2 separate regions of the Sus scrofa genome follow, and region 2 is linked to region 1. The links are chromatin contacts, called in public Hi-C maps. All regions are on one chromosome and are shown on one strand. The core of a region is the stretch at or near the end of the contact, and the rest is flanking DNA. Distances in the headings are between cores, read along the strand shown.

Region 1 (2,700 bases), core at 183-2,682:
GGCTAGGGGTTGAATCAGAGCTGTAGCCACCGGCCTACGCCAGAGCCACAGCAACGCGGGATCCGAGCCGCGTCTCCAACCTACACCACAGCTCATGGCAACGCCGGATCGTTAACCCACTGAGCAAGGGCAGGGACCGAACCCGCAACCTCATGGTTCCTAGTCGGATTCGTTAACCACTGCGCCACGACGGGAACTCCTGTTATTTTTTTATACTTTATATTTCTTTCCTCATTGCGTTTATGTTTTCCTTTATTTTATTTTATTTTATTTTATTTTATTTTTTTGTCTTTTGAGGGCCGCACCCGTGGCATATGGAAGTTCCCAGGCTAGGGGTCTAATTGGAGCTGTTGCTGCCGGCCTGCAGCACAGCCACAGCAACAGCAGATCTGAGCCCTATGCCACAGCTCATGGCAATGCCAGGTCCTTAACCCACTGATCGAGGCCAGGGATTGAACCCACAACCTCATGGTCCCTAGTCGGATTCGTTTCCGCTGCGCCACAACAGGAACACCTATGTTTTCCTTTAAATCAGATTTCAGCAGACTTTTTCTGTAAAATGCCATATAGTGAATGTTTTAGATTTGATAGGTTATAGAATCTCTGTCAGAGCTACTCAGTTTTGCCATTGTAGCACGGAATTAGCCAGAGACAGTAAATAAATGAATACACATGGCTCCACTCTTTGAAACATTATTTATAAAACTGAATTTGGCCCATGGGCTGATGTTTGCCAACTGCTGCTTTAAAACTTTGAACATATTTGTAGTCTGTTTTTATGTCATTCTCTGCTAATTTCATAATCTGTGACATTTCTGGGTCTGTTTCAGTTGATTAATGTTTGGGATATGGGTCATATTTTCCTGCTTCACATATCTGGTTATTTCTTTTGGATGCTGGTGTGTGGTACCGCAGTGTAGATTGTATGGATTTTGTTATCTTCCTTTATACAGTGTCAGTTTTTTGTTTTGAGGAGCAGTTAAGTTACCTGTGGATCTTCTTGATCTATTTAAGGCTCTTTGAAAAACCTCATTATGGTTTATTTAGAGTAGCTTTTACTCTAGGCTCTTTTCGAGGTCTTCTCTGAATGCTGAGTTGAAGTTCAGATGTTTCCCAGTCCTATATGAAGTCTAGTGATTGTTCAACTTACAACCCCCTGTTAGTTGTACTTTGGCCTTGTGGAATCTCATCGTAGCATGCAATGCCCCTTTGTATGCCAGAGTCTCAAGGACACCCACATGCATGTACAGACCTTTCTCTGCATAGCTCCCTCTTCACTGCAAAGCTCCCACTTTAACCCACTCAGCACCCCCTAAACTCATATTTTCTTCTCAGTGCAGCAAGACCCTCATGCTTTTCTTGGGGTCTTCCTTTTTGGCCATGGATTTTGCTGCTGGCACAGAATATGTCTACAGGTGGAAAGCCAGAGTCATTGCAGGGCTTCCTCATTTGTATTGCTTCTCTCAGCAGCCAGAAGTTCTGTACTTCCTGTGGTATAGTGTCTGAAAAAAAGAACTGTTCTATATATTTTGTTTAGTTTTCCAGTTATTTACAGGAATGAAAGTCCGTACCAATTACTTCATAACATGAGGCAGAAAACCCTTAGTTATAGGCTAGAATCTCTAAGACCATACATATCAGTAACCTGCATATTCCTAGGAGAGCTGGAACTTCCTGCCCAGTACATTGTGCTATTTTTATGTTTTTGGGTGGATCTGTCCAGGTAGCCTTTCCTACTTATCCTACAGCTGTTTGTCATTATCCCTTGTTTCTTCATTTAGTTTGGTTTAAAGATGATTCTTGGAGTACCCGTTGTGGCTCAGTGGTCACAAACCCAACTAGTATCCATGAGTATGCGGTTTCAATCCCAGGCCTCCCTCAGTGGGTTAAGTATCTGGTGTGGCTGTGAGCTGTGGTGTAGGTCACAGACACGGTTCTGATCCTGCGTTGCTGTGGCTGTGGCTGTGGCCAGTAGCTGCAGCTATGATTCGACCCCTAGGCTGGGAACTTCCATATGCTGCATGTGTGGCCCTAAAAAAGGAAAAAAAAAAGTGATTCTTTAATATTATAGTAGGAATTATAGGTTTTAGAACATAGCCTAAAAAGGTAGTTTGAGTGTGTGTAACTTAAATTTCTCTAAATCAAAATGATTATTTTTAATTTCGTATTTGGATTTTTCATGTAAACTAATATTTCTGTTAAGTCTGTTGTATTTAGGAACCATTAACCTGTAATGTTGAAAGGAACTTGTTAGGTTTCCTATCAGTTAATATAGTTTAAACTAAAATGTCAAGGGTACAGGTTAAATGGGCTCTTAAGAATGAACAAAGGACAAGAAGCTGAGTTGTTCATTTTGTCTGGGAACCACCACATCTGCATCTAAGGCTGAGTAATTATGACTTACTAGTGTGGTTATGGAAAGTATATATCAGTTTAATGGTGTGAACCGCCCTTTCTTTGGGGAAAATGTTCTCATCAGAGTGCTGAAAGTACCCCTTTTTAGAATGACTTAAAAATAAAACCATGCGTAAGTCTTTTATCTTGTTGGATAACGTGTTTAATCTGTTGGGGGTGCATATTTTCTCTATATTTCTGGAACAGAAATGTAGTTTTTTCCTTCCTGTATATCCCAGAAATCTCATTATTTTAGTGTCCAGGACAGTTCAATTTTTGTTCGCCTTGAGTTCATTTCTTGAGGAC
Region 2 (2,700 bases), core at 131-2,630, 70 kb after region 1:
GTATTAACGGATATTAGGCATGATGGCCTTTGGCTTTAGAAATGTTGTTTGATAAACTCTCCTCCCTTCCCCCTTGCCTGCCTCCCCTCCTGAGCAGTCTACCTTAGGAGGAAAGTTTTTTTTTTTTTCATTTGTGGCCCAATCTATCATTGTTGAATCAGGCCAAGAGTCTGAGATCCATTCTGAGTCACTATGAACAGAGTTCTAGTATTGGTCAGGCCCTGGGGAAACTGGTGGTTAAATACTGTGAGAATCTTTATCAGACAGGAAATGACAACTCATTAAAATACTAACCGTTAAGCCTGTTTAGATCATGGCCCAGTGGGGGCAGGGGGTGGGGGGTGGGGGGGAGTGGTATTTAACTCTACAGTGTGTGACTAAAATGTGCACATTTCTGAAAACAAAGAATTATATATAAGACTCTTATCAAGAAAGGGAATTGCTAGTCCATCTTGTTACTGAAATTCTACCATACTGTCATTGCCTTTTGTTCAGAAGATAGATCTGGCGTGACATGGAGGTGGGATAGGGAGGGACTTTTATTCATCCCTGAAAATGTATTCTGCTAGTACTTAATTGTAAAATTCAGTCTCTAGCAAAGTAGTCTTTTAGCTTCAGTCTAGAAGAATCTGTTCAGGGCTCTACTCCTCTGCTCCTACACCTACACCAGATCTCAATTGAGAGAAGCATGCTCTGGAGTCAGGGGATAAATTTGATTTATTGATTTACATAAGAGTGATCCTCACTCAAATAAGAAAATTCTAAAGAACCACATATTCATTTAAAACATAAATGTAAGTTTCCCTTGGGGCGCAAGATTTCAGTCTCTTGAGGTTTGGCTATTCAGATTCTTAAAGGCCCTCTTTTATAGTGGCCCTTAAGGATGGAAGGATGCAGGAAAAAGAGAATCTGGATCTTTGGAGAAACAGCTTTCTTTTTCTATAATATGTTACCCAACAGTTTTGCATTGAGTTGGTCTGCTAACTAAGCCTTAAGATGTTTTTGACCTTTGGGGAACAAAGCATAGTATTTTTACCCCGGCAGTTTAGTTTCATGGTCTAAACCAGTGGTCTCCACCACCAGAGCAGGACTAAAATAGAACATCTATTTGTATTTATCTTCATCTTTGTTATTTTCCTCTTTGTGTATTTTTGTAATGTATATAACATAATTATAGTAGCATATACATATATATAAATATATGTAATTTATACACACATGGAGGATATAACTTACTCTCTTTTATTGGCACTCCCTCAATCCACATGTCAGAAGATCACAAATCATGGATTACAGAAATAGGATAGGATAAGAGAAGGAGTTCCACAACAGAAAGGGGCTTACAGTGGGCATGATGTGATATATTATGTTTTTTTAATACCCCATTAATCAGAAATATTTGCTAATGATAGCATGAAAGCCATCATAATTAGTAAGTAAATGTTTAAAGAGTTCATCTTTGTTCCATCCTTTTTAACTTGTATTTGTGTATTTTGTTATTTGTATAAGCAGTATATCCATATATCAAAAATGTTTGCAGACCATTGGTCTAGTTCCTCTGCCCTTGAAAGCTGCTTTTGGTAGTATCAAGAAGTACCAGCCATCAGTATTCTGTAAAAGATCTCCAGAGTCTTCAAAAGATCTCTATAATGCTCTCTGAATTATAGCAGCAGTTAGAATTAAATCCTTCTCTTCCCCTTGAAAACTACCTCTGACTTGAATCCTATTCTGAAAACATTTTCTCATATTCATAAGCTTTCAGTGGTTCGACTAATCACACCCTGATTTAGACGTTCTAGATAATCAGAGGGCTGTTAAATAAATCATCCTCAAAGTACTGCACAAATAGTGAAACAAATGTAAAAAACAAACCATTTTGCCCATACTTTCTTTTTCTAAGGTGAAGGCTTTATTGTCCTATAGATAGCCTTATTAGGCAGACAGTATGTTTCTAGAAAGCCAATAATATAACATACATGATCGCATTAATGCTAAAATCCTCAAAAAAGTAGTTAAAGAAAGGAGCAGAGCCTATATTAAACATTTACTTTATTAATACCTGATTGATTCCGTTAGGCATTTTAACTGTTTAACCTTTATATAGGCCCTGTATAAATAGGGCTAAACAACAAGATAAATCAAGTTTTCGTTAATTTTGTTACCTCTGTGTTATTTAGTACTGTGCCCCGGTTTTGTGATGGCATAGAGTACTAAAAACACACATCTGGCTGGAAAAATCCAAACAGAATAACGAACAGGAAAATTTCAGGTCTGTAACAGCAAGTCCTAGTTTGATGACTGTCTCCACGACGGAGATGAATTCAAAGTAAATCATATGGTGTGTTTTTTATATCTGGTGAATCAATTTGAAAGTTACATAATTTGAAAGGAGTCCCTTGAAAATAGAATAACAATGACCGATGACTTTTTGGACCGGGTGTATGTATGCTCAGGATTAACCAACAAATGAAAATTGAAGCTTTGTGGAAAACTGGTGTAATCACATCACCCACTCTATTCAGACTCTACCAGTTGTGATACTTCCTCTGGAAGGTTTTCTGGCTTTTTGTGGGAATAGAATGCAGACCTTTATTTATAATGGGGAGAGTTTAAAATATAGATTTCTTATCATATAAATGATTTCCAGAAAGTCACATATACATTAAAAACTTCAGAAAAATAATAGATTTTGTTTGCATA

The links. A called contact is a pair of places that touch in the nucleus more often than the background predicts.
Region 2: a contact with region 1 is called in a Hi-C map of retroperitoneal adipose tissue, with 1.7 times the contacts expected there. The contact joins two enhancer-like sites. A contact is called at or near these places in 14 of 47 Hi-C or Micro-C datasets (adipocytes, alveolar macrophages, blood and 8 more) and 2 of 2 datasets of contacts at active chromatin or transcription factors (alveolar macrophages and skeletal muscle).

What each region holds. Positions count from the first base shown.
Region 1 is chr12:35,984,794-35,987,493 of Sscrofa11.1, forward strand. No RefSeq gene overlaps it. Among named protein-coding and RNA genes, the nearest start is that of PTRH2, 53 kb to the left of the region's middle. Within about 2 kb of position 1,433, at least 11 of the 83 cell types and tissues checked have an H3K27ac peak or open chromatin away from gene starts, as enhancers often do. A contact at or near this core is called in alveolar macrophages, retroperitoneal adipose tissue and subcutaneous adipose tissue, where this site is marked.
Region 2 is chr12:36,054,886-36,057,585 of Sscrofa11.1, forward strand. No RefSeq gene overlaps it. Among named protein-coding and RNA genes, the nearest start is that of MIR21, 9.0 kb to the right of the region's middle. Within about 2 kb of position 1,381, at least 24 of the 83 cell types and tissues checked have an H3K27ac peak or open chromatin away from gene starts, as enhancers often do. A contact at or near this core is called in alveolar macrophages, retroperitoneal adipose tissue and subcutaneous adipose tissue, where this site is marked.